2 separate regions of the Mus musculus genome follow, and region 1 is linked to region 2. Evidence: chromatin contacts called from public Hi-C data. All regions are on one chromosome and are shown on one strand. Each heading gives the region's core, a stretch centred on a gene start, on an enhancer-like site or on the middle of the called end of the contact. The rest is flanking DNA. Distances are from core to core; before and after follow the strand shown.

Region 1 (7,224 bases), core at 4,335-6,834, 86 kb before region 2:
GACCCCTGGTAGTAGAGTTATAGACAGTTGTGGACTGCCGTGTGGGGGCTGGGACTCAGACCTCTGCAAGTGCCTTAAGCACTCATGGCCACCAAGCCATCTCTCCAGCCCTGAATCTTCTTTTCTCTAAGTGTTGACTTAAAAATCAGGAGTTATATGGCTGAAATTATCAATCTACTGGAGTGTGAGAAAAAATATGCGTCCTTTAAGATATGTGTGCTAGGGCCAGATTTCCCTTGCGTATTGCTGGGACCTAGAAGTTAATTGTCTGCCCCCTTGAGTTCACCGTTAAACATTCTGAAGAAATATGTGTTTAAAATCTGTATAATGAGCATCACAGTTAATGAAACAAGTTAATATTTCCTCACAGAGATGAATGCATTTAATTAATTGGACATTATTTCCTGTATTTTGCTTAAGCTCCGTATGATGCTTCATTAAAAAGTACAAGGAGCTGTTTGAAACATGTTCTCATAGGACGCGTGGAGAAACAATAATTTCTTTTAATCACTAAGAGTTCAGGGACCTAGTATTTTGGATCAGTGTCATGTCTGTCTGCTTATTAGGAAGAAAGTATTAACAGTGGTGTGGTTGGAATTAATATGCCAGGAAGGGAGAGTTACATGGAACTGGTTTTGACATGGCACTGAAGTAGCCCTTGATGTTTCATTTTCTCTGTAACTTGTTAAAAGTTTGAATCAGTTTAATGTGTGTTTTGCTTGAGGTAAGAATTTTCTCCGAGATTTTAAGTGTGTATTCTACTTTGCCATTCCTGTACTTTGAAAGAGGCTTTCTATGTTACGGCCTCAGTGAGTGATGGCCTAATTTAGCGTCATGTAGATATGTTTCAAAGGTGCAGGCATGCTTTGATTGATTTGAGTTCTTTTGTTCAAAGAGGCTTGTCATAGTCCTCCTGACTGGACAATTGGTGAGTTGTTCTTTCCATACGGGTTCATAAAACACTGGAATTATTCTGAAATGAGTGAGTTCGTCAAGGCATGTGATAGCTAATTTCCGAAAGAGGCGAGTGAGACATGATTTAATTGGGAATCTGAGAATTTCCAATGAGATCCTCATAAATCATTAGTTATTTTGTCTGGTCAGTCAAGGTTAGACTTTATGTGTAGTGTGGGAAGAACTGCTGTAGATATTTTTCTAACCCTAGGTGTTGTTATCATTACTACCAGACCAGGTCCTGCTGGGCTTCCAACAAGCATTGGAAATGACACTGCAAGACCCGCAGAGGCACAGACTGGGTGTCCACCTCAGGACAACATGGTATCTCTGACTGCTTGTAGTGGCAAAGAAGGGAACAAGAAGATAATCTTTGTCTTACTTCTGTGTTCCAAATCGATTACATCTGCTTTGCAGATCTGATTTGTAGCCCCCCCCCCCCACACACACCTCCAAAACCCAGCCCAGCTCAGGAGGTGCTGGGGAGTCTTTGTTCACAGATGTTATTAAGGATAATTGTTGTTTGCTTACATGAATCTTATTTCCAGCGGCTTGTTGACCCCTGCTCGCTTTAGGTCTACTGTTTTTATGTTTGTGAAGATTTGCCTGGTAGTGCTTGAGACTTGCTGCTGTAGTGTGTGTCTTGAGACTACGTTGTGCTACTCTTTTGGTTGAGGAGGTTTTGTGAAAAACATTGTCAGTGACCCTTGTGTTCTTACCAAAGTTTTGTAACCAAACAGATATTTTTGAAATTTACTCAATAAAAATATACAAATGTTTACCTCTATAATAATAATAATAGCAATAATAGCAATAATAATAGAACATAAAAGTTATTCTTTATGGATAATTAAATGGCTATAATATAAACATCTGTGTAATTCTGTAGAGTGCATTTCTTAATTGTAGGACATTTAACAGTGTGTGTATAGTGTGTGTATAAACATAAAGTCATGGTATAGGTATATGTGATATGTATATATATATGTGCATGTATATATATATATACATATATATATATATATATCTACACCCATCCTCCCATCTACAAATATATATGTTATATATGCATATATGTTTATATATACATATATATATATGTGCATGTATATATATGTGCACCTCCCCATACACACAAACACACACACAGACACACACATACACAGACACACACACACAGACACACAGACACACACACACACATAGACACACATACACACACAGATACACACACACAGACACACACACAGACAGACACACACAGACAGACACACACAGACACACACACACACACATAGACACACATACACACACAGATACACACACACAGACACACACACAGACAGACACACACACAGACACACACACAGACACACAGACACACACAAACACAGACACACACACACAGACACAGACACACACACACACAGACACACATACACACACAGACACACACACACACAGACACACACACACACACAGAGACACACACACACAGACACAGACACACACACACACAGACACACACACACAGACACAGACACACACACACACAGACACACACACACAGACACATACACACAGACACACTCTGGACAGGGCAACTACTAGAGACTTTGCAGTTGATAGTCTCTTTTTCCCCTGGGATTTGGAAGGGCTTTGCTCCCCGTTTTTTCAGATGTTATAAAACTGGAAAACATGAACACATATAACAAGTGGCCTTCTCCCTTCACTGATTTTCAGTAGAAAACACAAGATTTACAAATAATTATATTTTTATTTGGCTACCCCTGGTTTTGGGATAATTTAATGGGCGTTGTGACGTCATATCCGTCTGAGTCCTTACCTCAGCCCTTGTTTGTTTGTATTTGGGAGACCTGTCCTGGCCGAATCCACTTGTTTTCTTTTTCTGTCTTTCCCATTGTTCTTCCAAGCCCTTTCCTCTACCAGCATCCAGGTTTATAGTGAAGTGACCATGAAAATCCTGAAGGAATGCAGCGGTCAGGAGTCTAGGCACATGACTTCACACAGGCTGAGCTGGGCATTCTGTTTTCAGTTTCTGTGCCCATTTCCCCATCCCTGCCTCTCCTCTTTAACCCTTTGAGTAGCAATGTGAATGCTCCCCCCCCCATAGTTAGTGTCCCTAGTACAGACATCTTTTGCAAGGAGCACCCCTGCTAATTAGGAAGCACGGTATGAGGTGAAGGCACCGAGGAATGGGGCATCAGTACATACTTGACAGCATGAATGTGAAGGACTGTGAGATTTCAAACAGAGAAGGGTTGCTCATGTATATCACATGTATGACAAGTGACTCCGCTCTCTGTCTTCCCTACAAGGCTATGTGATTCTCTGGGACAGCAGAATATCGCACTATGCTATCGTATTTGTCTTTTTATCTTGGCAATTTGCATATTCCTGAGCACACTAAATGTGTACTGTATTGAGTCAAAACATGCAGATGATTTTCCTTAGAAAAAGTGGCAGGTGTCCCTGGTTTCCTTTTGAAGTCCCCTGGATGCTCCAAGCTGCTCTCATCTGTTATAAGCCGGCTTTATTGACTTTGCTTCAATTGAGTTACGTTGAAAAAAAGAATTGGTTCTAAAAGTCCATTCCTGCTTTCACTGGACTTTCAATGTTCAGTTACTTTTAATGGTGCCATAATACTTGAATATGTGAGTATTAGCATAATGCCTTTTAGTGATTAATCTTCCTCAGTTACATATCTGATCATGTTATTCCCTTGCCGGGAAACCTTTGAAAGGCCCAAGTGGATTTTGGCATCCCCTCAGCTCCATTTCTGACCTTAGTTTCCAGTCTTTTTTTTTTAGCCTTTTAGAACGAGCAGTCTTCATCATTAACGATGGGGGCTCACAGTGTGGACTCTTGATTATGCTACTCTTGGCTGAGTTTCTCGTTTCCACTCCTTTAGACAGATCTTTTCCTTACCTGCTTGCTTCATCTTCCTTTTCTTGCCTTTTGATATCTCACTGAACAGATGGGCTCTATCGAATCTACGGACTGAAATCATGTTTTCGATAGCTAACATCAGTGGTCTTGTGTCGTGCAGCCCCATCCCCCACCCAATAGCCTTTGCCCAGTCAGCACTTCTTGTGTGGCGCTTTCCTCAGTGCCTGCCTGACACGCGGCCTTTGCTCTTAAACATTCGAGGTAGGAGATGTTTACCTCTGCTTTGCACATATCTGTTTATTCATTTATTTATATATATAGTGTTTATGTTTTGAGACAGGGTCTTGCTATGTGCCTTAGTTAACCTGGAACTCACTCTGTATCTCATGCTGACATCGATTTTTTGTTAATTTTCCTGCTTCAGCTTCCCAAATGTTGGAATTACATGCTTGAACCAGAATGTCCAGCGAGATAGGAAGGTTTCCAAAACCCCTATTCCCCCAATACTGGGGTTTGATCCCATGGCCTTGTACATGCTAGGCAAGTTCTTTACCTCTGTACTATGACTCTAGCTTCTGGTTCTTATTTCAAATTACCCTGTGATTCTCTGCCCCCCTGCCTCCCCCCGCTCCCCGCCACCCGGTTTCTACAAATTTCTAGAAATAACTATGGATTGATGTTTATTTATGTAATTCCTATTCCATGATTCCTTTCTGGTTTTGACCATTTATATAAAGATTAAAGTTATTTAGCCTATATTCGGGATTGGTGCAGTGATGTATCACTTGACTCCCAAGGACTTATGGCTAGTCCTTTCTGTGTAAGTAAAATACTTTAACTTCCATTGCTTGCTCTGCTTCAAGTCCCTCTAACATGTAGGCATTGTACACTTGCTTTTAAATTCTGGCCTCTGGTCAGATGTAAAAATCTGTTCTTAATTTCTTCGATGTGCCACTTATTCTTGAGGAGGTTTGAGATCCTGTGTGGGTTGTGAATCCTAGGAGTGGTTGATGTTCTTTGGCTCACTTTGTAAGTGGAGTAGCTTTGCTTCCGATGGCTCAGTCCCAGAGCTGGGATTTGAAGTGAACCCTGTGTGAGGCTTGCTGCTCTTTACTTTGCTTAGTCTGTGTAAATAATGCGCTTTGTGTTGAATGTCTTTTTCTTTTTTTTTTTTGCCTTTGAGTTTGAATTTTGATATGTGTGTTAGGCAGATGGTGCTTATGTGACCATCCCATAGTTAAATCTCAGAGCTAAACCTTGTAATGAGTTCACTGCTAGAGGGATTGTGCGTTCCATCTTTAACTCTGCTGGGAGAGAACTGGACACTCGCTCCTATTCTCCATGGGCATATGCCTCTGTCCTGATTTCCTCTGCTCAGTTTTCTTGATATCCTTTAATTTTACTAAACTGTGTCTTAAGGTTGACTATAAAGTACTGTGTCCTTTACATCCTTCTGGAGCTCACTAAACCCGAGGCCTTTAACACAAACACACATCAACATTTTCTCCCCTTTAAAGACTGAGAGGAGAAATGGAAATGAGTTGTATGAAGTTTTCAGGTTTAGTTGGAAGTTCTAATAACATTTTAATAATGTATGGGAAGTAATTTTTAGATAAATAGGGGGTTTTCTGTGTTTTTTGACTTTCCCCTTAAACTGCATCTAAACAGTGACTAAATGTCATCACTAGGGGGCCTGAGTTAGTTCTATACCTTCTAATCATAAAGCTGCCTCCAGGAAATAGCATTACTGGCTTATTTATGTACTGATGATGGAGTCATATAGAGGCCACCGAGGAAGACATATTAGCCCTTGGAAAGATTCCGAGTTGCATGGGTAAGTCACTTTGGTGGTACCCTGCCTTAACTGCCTCAGTTTAGCCTATAAAGGAAGAGTTGGATTGCATACTAAAGTGACTGAAAGATGGTAGAGTAGTAAAGGAGCGAGTTTGGAATGGCCATAGAATAAATTGGAGAGAGGTGGGGAAACATTCCTGAGTGCTGGAAGGTGGCTCCTGATTTGTGATTGGATTGACTAATGTTTCTGTGTGATTTTTTTTTTCCTCCCTCAAGAGATTCAGAGCTTGTGGTAGGGATTAGGAAATTGCCTAGTTCACCCACTGTTCATGGTTTTGTTAAGGAAAGAGTTTGAGAGGTCAGCAAGAAAGTGAGCAAAGTGAAAGAATATGGAAGTTATGAACCCGGGCTTGAAAGTTCACAAAAAAGATGCCAAGGGAGACGTCCTCTCTTTGATAATGATCAGGTACAGCAACAGGAAGGAACCTGCCAGTGTTAGTTTTCACTCATGTTCAGTGTTACTTGGAGGTTGGCTGTGAAGAGCTTGCCAACTAAACTGTCAGTTTCTTTGACATTTACGCAATCTAGAAGCCATGTGTCTGACACAGAGTAGCCTTGATCACTCTCCTTGTAAGTCTTGTTGCCAAAACAGACAGGAAGGACCCCCCTCCCCAACTTTGTTGTTGTTAAATGTGGAATCAGGTGGCTGTTGCTCATTGATAAGATTGGTTTTTAGAATATCAGTAAAGCTTGTAGCATAAGGGCAAATGGTAAACCACAATCACTAGGGTTTTCTGATCTCAGCTTAGAAATTTTCCATGCAAACAAGTGCACACTTCTCAGTTTACTGTTTGATTTGGGTGGACAATGGAGTGACTCAAGTCTTCCAGGCTTCCTTGAACTTGGTGAACTGAGAAAATGAAAACCTGTTGCTCTGAAAGTGAACCTTGGTTTCAAGGCTTTGGGATTTGTTTGAAAAGAAACGTTTTTTGTATACTGTCAAACTGACTTTTTAATATTGAAAAAGTTTTTTGTCCTCATATACTATATCCCAATTATGCTTTCCCTTCTCTCTACACCTCCCAGTTCCTCTACAACTCCCCTCCCATTTGGATCCAACCCCTTTCATTAGAAAACAAATAGGATTCTATTTGATGATCTCATGTAGATTGTATATATATATATATATACACACACACACACATATATATACACACACACATATATACACACACACATATACACACACACATTTTATATATATATATAATGTGTGTGTGTATGTGTGTGTGTGTACTTTTTATTTTTTATTATTATTGGGAAGCTTCTGCTGTATTATGTTTTCATACTATCCTTCGTTTTAGTTGTCTCTCCCTGTAGTCCCTCCTCATCTCTCTCTCTCTCTGTTCCTCTTTCTCTCTGTCTCTCTTCTCCTCTTTTCTGCTTGACCCTCCTGTTAGAAGCCTCCCCCACTTCTAAGCATAACTGTCTATTCCTTTTCCCTTTCCTAAGGAGCTCTATCTTGCCCCTCCTAGCCCCTTTCTTTATACCTGCCCTCTGGGATCC
Region 2 (6,702 bases), core at 1,466-3,965:
GCAAGAAAATCAGTGGCTGAACCAAGTTAACAGTGTATTTTCCGATATAGTTATTTTGACTTTGAATTTTAAAATGTCTAAATTGGGATGTGACTTCAGTGAGTTCTTAAAAACCGACACTGCAGCCTGGGAGATAGCTCAGCCAGCAGTGCGGTGCTCACTTTGAGAGCAGAAGACCTGCTTCCATTCCAGAAACCCACCTAGAACAGCCAAGCACAGTGTCCGGCTCTGTCAGCCCGGCTCTGTGGAGGTGGACACAGGTGGGTCCTGAGGGCTCTCGCCAGCCAGCCTGGCCTGCTTGGTGAGCTTCACGCCATTGAGAGACCCTGGCCAAAGAAAGAAAGAAGGCAGACAGCACCTGAGCAGTAGCACCCAGGGCTGTCCTTTGGCCCCCACATGCATGTATGTACATGCATATGGGTGGGGGCTTCATGCCTTGCTTCTTAGCCATCTCTATTTCAAATGAAGGCGTGGACTAAGAAGGTGTGATCCCCCGTGTTCTGCTGTTTTAATATAGTAATGAGAGATACTTTCACCTTTTGTGTGACTTCAATTTGTATGTTTTTATTCTGTCTTTTAAGAAATTTCTCTTTCCCATTGGTTTCATTTTTTTCCTGATTACTGTGAAGAATAGTTAAAAATAAATAATTTTTGTGCTGTATACATGCTTTTGTCCTTGAACATTTTATTTAACACATTCCTTCACGTGTTTGTGTTACTGTACTCCTTAGACCCTTTTGTTTTGCCCTATTGTAAAGTAGCTCTAACTGTAGTAAGTATCTGATGAACCGACTTCACCAAATAACCTGCAGCAGGTGTCCCACCGACGGCTGGAAATGTCCAAGCCTTGGGATGAAATGAACAGTTATTACGGTGAAGTCATAAAGCCTAAACGTCTGAGTTTGAATCCCAGGGCGTTGTCACCCTGGAGACTGTCTCAGCAGTTTTGGTTTTTATTTCCTCTGTTCAGAACAGCTGATAATGTTTTCCTGGGAAGGGGCCAGCACCAGATCCACAGCTATACATAAAGCATATAAAAGGAAGAAGTCAGCAAACGTTAGTGGCCCTTGTACTACAAACGTCATGGTTTTTGCTTGACTCTCATTGGACGTTGCATTCCAGTGGCTGAGCCTGAGACAGGGTGATGAGGATAGTATAAGGGGAGACTGCACAGGAGCACATGTGAGGTCACAGCCCATGCGTGAGTATAGGACATCAGGTCACTGCTTAGTTACCACATGTTGGGTGCCTACTAAAGTTCTGTTCTAATTTCAGAACTGGAGAGGAATAGAAATCTCTGCAGTCCCGCTGCTTGCACTGCATTGGGTGAGCACAGAATTTAAAAGCAGCTGTATTAGGTATATAAGACTGTTGCTTTGCGACATTAGAGGGCTGCAGCTTGTCTTTTCAATGAGATCAGAGTAGGCTATTAGAGCGAGTGATTAGGTTGAAGAAGAAAATGCAGCAATCCCTGAGGATATCTGAGAGGCAAATGTGCCTGTCAGAGAAAAGCCCCAGCACAGAGATCCTAATACCGTGGCTGTCCAGCCTGGCTGAGGCGCAGCTCGCCTAGAGTAAGGGAGCAAGGATTAGCATTTGGGAGAAAGAGCAAGCACTACGGTGATTAAAAAAAAATCCTTTTCCTTCGAACCATTACAAAAATGAGATCCTGTCAGACATGGCATGGAGCAGGTAGAAGTAAGCTAAGTGTCGGATCTAGTTGAAAATGTAAGCATTCCCTTCCAGGATGCCTGGGCTTGGAGAGCGTCTCTCAGTTAATCTTCCCAGTGCCTGAGGAGGCAACTTACGCCTCTGTGTGGCAGGCAGGGTACCTGCTTCCGTTACCACCCATGTTGACTTTTTCTGGGATGGTCTTTGCTGGGCCTTGTTCCCATGAACCAGTGCTGGTCTTTCTCTTCTCTGTTCCCTCTGCTGTGCTTCCTTCTCCCGGCCTGCATGTACACTCAGTTAAATTCTACAAGGCAGTCTGCTCTGTAGCTTCCCTAGAGTGTGACTACCTTTCTGTAGGAGTGCCAGCCACTCTTAGTGCCTCCTGCTTCCCTTTGAGACTGTACTGGGACTAAAGGTCACTCACTTAGTGCATTAAAACCTTGGACCCTCCACCTTCTTGCCCATGCACTGCTGCCAACTTGCTAAGGCTTTGACTTCTGGGACAGCCAGTCAGTTTGTCTCCTAGAAGGGAGCAAAGAATATGATGCTAGAGAGTTTTTGCCTGCACTTGGTTTTCCTCTCACCAATCTAAAGTGACGTGCTTCTCCCTTTTGGGCAGAGCACGGGGAAGGGGAAATTAATTCCCAGAAGCCATCCCGCTCCGTTTCTTCCCTCTCCGGGCACTTCCTATCTTATCCTACCAAGATATTCCTTACGCTGTAACCACACTAAGCTCTGCTAAGTAAGCACACTGGCTTCACTAAAAGCAGATATGGAGAAAATCAGTAGGTTTTTCTGTAGTGGACAACCGGCCTCTCCTGTTTCATGAGTCCATCCTGTGTATCAGAAGAGAAGTCTTTCCCTTTTAATCAATTTTGTTACCACATATTTTATTACCAAGCCAAAACAGAATCCTCAGTTAGCACTTATGCCTCAGTTCAGACACACATGTGAGGTGAGTAGAATGAATAGCACACACTCAGAGGAAAAAGAATCCAGCCCACTAAGATAAAAGCTATATAGACTTGATGTATATGGTAGGAACAAAACCCAGTTCAATCAACAAAGGGAAGCTGAGTCAATATCTGACGTCAGAGGAGCCCTGTGGCAGATGTAGTAGATCATTTCTCCTGTTTATCAGTTTTTCTACCATTCCCTTGATTTTATTCGAGATGTAGTCTTTTCCAGAATACTGCCTGCTGTGTGGCCTATGTCAACTGCAGAAACCAGATCTCTGTTTCTGGAGAGAAGAGACTTAAGCCCAGCTAATCATCTTCTCATTCCCAGAGGAAGACTGACTTACAGAATGAGCAACTAAGGAGGAATGGGGGTGACGTGCCCTGGCCACGCGTTTAAACGTTAAAGTCCTGGGTGTTGTTTGGTGCCTGCTGAGTAACACACAGCTTCTCCCACTCACCCCTTTACAGCCCTGAACACTGATTATAAAGCCTAAGATCTGTAAGAGCTGAGGAATATAGTTGAGGATTTGAGTTCCACTTTCGTTCTTCTCTGGTGAGGATTTGAGTTCCACTTCCGTTCTTCTCTGGTGAGGCTTTGAGATCCACTTCCGTTCTTCTCTGGTGAGGCTCTTCACCTGGTTCTTCTCAGAAGCAGTTCCTTTTTCTCAGAGTAGAGATTTTCAGCTGTTTTCTTAAAAAGATGGTAACAATCTTGACTGGGTGAGACTGGGAAAATATAACTAATGTAATACTCTACTTGGACCTACCTCCTTTCCTTGAAGTCTATAATCAGAACTTGCAAATAGAGGGAACACTCTTGGTAAAGAAGGCAGGAACCTGGGAGGTCATGGGCAAAACTGTTTGGTTTGGTTCTTTCCCTTTGTATCTGTGTCTGTGTCTGTGTCTGTGTCTGTGTCTGTGTCTGTGTCTGTGTCTGTGTCTGTGTCTGTGTGTCTCTGTCTCTGTCTCTGTCTCTGTCTGTTGTCTCTCTCTCTCTCTCTCTGTGTGTGTGTGTGTGTGTGTGTGTGTGTGTGTGTGTGTGTGTGTATGTATGTGATTGTATATTATCAGTGATTTAAAATGTTCCCTCAAGGTTCAAAGCAAAATTTTCTCATAAATAAAAGCCTATATCAAATACTGGTATATATTCTATGGTTACAATGTCAATAGTTGTTGATATAATTTAAAGAAGTAGGACTCATAGAGTGATGTAGGGAATTCAGAAAGCAGTTTTCTCTTCTCTGACTGCTCTAAATAGTGACTTAAATGTGGGTCAGTGACATCATCTTAAACATTTTGCCAACGAGGGACTGCTTTTTTTTTTTTTTTTGAGCTATGTACTATAGCATAAGTTATTGTCTTTGGATATGTGTGCTAAACATTTCTAGAATGGACAGAGAAACCATCTCGAAGGCTGTTGTACTCGGCCAAGCGTGTGCTTGGGCAGCATCACTGTTCTTATCTGAGAACATACACTGTTCACACTTGATCTTATTTCAGAATTATACCTGATAATGACTGTGTTGCTCTGATAATGATGAGTTTTTGTCTTCATTCTTTGGGAATGCTTTGCCTCAAATCCTGTCTTTAATTAATGGTGAACTAATTATCGTTCAGTGTCTCCCATTGGTAGCTTTTCCTCTACTCAGGGTGATGTTTCTGAATCATGTCTGTTTCTTTTACTCCTCGTGTTTCTAGTATAGGCATCCCCTCTCTAAGGGGTGCAAACAGCCCTCCATCCTTTTAACAATCCCTGTGCTTTCTTCCCAGTGTTTTCCACCCCATTCATAGACTCTAGGTGATGTGATTAACCTAATATACTAAACAACAAGCTATCCTCATTTATGGTTGATGTACAAAATTATCTAAGCAAAATCATTTTTAATGAAAAACAAAAAACTAAAGTGAAAACTGTACTCATTATGAAAAACAAAGCACTTGTGGGGAAATATCTCAGGGAATCCTTGCATATTTCTATTTAACTAAACATCTTTGAAGCGTTAACATTCACTATACATTAAAATGATTTTTATTTAATTGCCACAATTTTCCTTTAAATTATTGATGAGCTTTTTTGATGTGTATCTATCTTGACAAGGTAAAAACAAATCACTAATTTGGTTAAGTATAGTGATGTAGCCTATGGAAAACATTGTTTTTAAGTATATAATTATATTCTAAATTTAAAATAACTGCCTGAACTCTAGATTTAAATACATTGTAGAGTTTAGAATTGGATCTGTTATTTTTAATTCTTGCCTTTTATAACTTTCTGTTGGGCTTTCACGTGATTGTTCATTTGTCACCCCTCTTTTAGAGAAACGTGCACTCTATTTGATGCCTTGTAAGACTCTGAAACCAGTTGATTCCTATTTTTGCCCAAAAGCAAAGAGTGATTCAAATTTATTTTTAATGAGTAAAATGGTTTTTAAATAGGAAAAAATGGAAATTTAAAAGAGCATTTTATGCCCTGTTAAGGAATAAAGTATTTTTTTTTGGTAGACATTAAATGTGCATACTTTGTTTTCTGAACTACCAAATAATTGTACAGATTTGAATGTTCCTTGGAATTTATGCTAAACTTGCACAGCTACTGTGGTGGTGTGAAGAGTTGGGGCCTTTAAGAGATCCTTTAATGGCATCCTGATGGGATTTCATCAGTCTGAGCCCCCCGCCCCCCACTGTTTCCTCTTGTCCTGAGATGCCTCTGACAATGTTCTAATTTGCTGTTGCCTGAGATTTTCATTCATATATACTCATGTTCCCCTCTTGAATAATTCATACACATAATGTCTGACTATGTACTGAAGACATCCTTTTGCTTTTAATTTTACCCGTGCAAGAAATTCAGTGTTCATAGAGTATGGCCTGGCTCTTCCATCTTACGGTATTGCAGTTTGTGTGTGAGCTGTGCCCGCAGACACTTTTGTTCACAGTGCATGTTCTCTGTTGCCATCATCTTGTATCACAGCCATTGCTCTGAATACTTTGAGTAATAGTTTTTTGTGATTGTCATATTTCCTCTGAGGTTTATTCGTGGTGGGATGGCTGGTGGGTGTTGATCTGCAAATAGTGTTTAGAAGCTCCATGGGTCTTCAACCTTCTGGATCTTTCTTTCCTCAACTCAAGTCTGGTGCGTTGCTCAACTCTTCTCTCAAAGGTGTTGCATAAGGCCTGTCTCTGGAGCATGGCGATCCTTCTTTCTCTTTAGATTCTTATCCTGCCTTCCCTGACAGCCAGTTAGAGCCTCTCTGTTTTAATACATTTTCAAAAGTTAAAATCCACACTCAATTTCCTGTCCATTAACTCTTCTTTTTTTCCTTTAAATATTGACTTTTTTATTAGATATTTTCTTTACTTTTCAAGTATTATCCCCTTTCTTGGTTTCCTCTCTGAAAACCCCCTATCTCCCTGCTCAATAACCCATCCACTTCTGTTCCTGGTCCTGGAATTCCCCTATTCTGGGACATCGAGCCTTCACAGGACCAAGGTCCTCTCCTCCCATTGATGACTGACAAGGCCATCCTCTGCTACATAAGCAGCTGGAGCCATGGATCCCTCCATGTGTACTATTTGGTTGGTGGTTTAGTCCCTGGGAGCTCTAGGGGTAGTGGTTAGTTCATATTGTTGTTCCTCCTAAGGAGCTGCAAACCCCTTCAGCTCCTTGGGTACTTTCTCTAACTCCTTCATTGGGACCCTGTGCTCTGTCCAATGGATGGCTGTGAGGATCCACTTCTGTATTTGGGAGGCACTGGCAGAACCTCTAAGGAGACAGCTATATCAGGCTCCTGTCAGCAAGCACTTGTTAGCATCTACAGTAGTGTCTAGGTTTGGTCACTGTATCTGGGATGGATCCCCAGGTGGTGCAGTCTCTGGATGGCTTTTCCTTCAGTTTCTGTTCCACACTTTGTCTCTGGGTATATTATCTCCTTCCATGGGTATTTTGTTCCCCCTTCTAAGAAGGACCAAAGTATCCACAGTTTGGTCTGACTTATTCTTGAACTTCATGTGGACTCTGAATTATATATTGTGTATTCCAAGCTTCTGGGCTAATATGCACTTATCAGTGAGT

What was found. A called contact is a pair of places that touch in the nucleus more often than the background predicts.
Region 1: a contact with region 2 is called in a Hi-C map of Th1 cells, with 1.9 times the contacts expected there. The contact joins two enhancer-like sites. A contact is called at or near these places in 1 of 15 datasets of contacts at CTCF or cohesin (CD8 T cells), 3 of 484 Hi-C or Micro-C datasets (Th1 cells and nephron progenitors), 3 of 115 datasets of contacts at active chromatin or transcription factors (CD8 T cells, double positive thymocytes and intestinal villus epithelium) and 3 of 9 other capture datasets (adipose tissue, embryonic stem cells and liver).

What each region holds. Positions count from the first base shown.
Region 1 is chr12:91,268,186-91,275,409 of GRCm38.p6, reverse strand. The region is part of intron 14 of Cep128 (centrosomal protein 128); the gene reads left to right. Among named protein-coding and RNA genes, the nearest start is that of Cep128, 110 kb to the left of the region's middle. Within about 2 kb of position 5,584, at least 21 of the 459 cell types and tissues checked have an H3K27ac peak or open chromatin away from gene starts, as enhancers often do. A contact at or near this core is called in CD8 T cells and Th1 cells, where this site is marked.
Region 2 is chr12:91,180,179-91,186,880 of GRCm38.p6, reverse strand. All of the region lies in intron 20 of Cep128 (centrosomal protein 128), which reads left to right. Among named protein-coding and RNA genes, the nearest start is that of 5430427M07Rik, 140 kb to the right of the region's middle. Within about 2 kb of position 2,715, at least 94 of the 459 cell types and tissues checked have an H3K27ac peak or open chromatin away from gene starts, as enhancers often do. A contact at or near this core is called in CD8 T cells and Th1 cells, where this site is marked.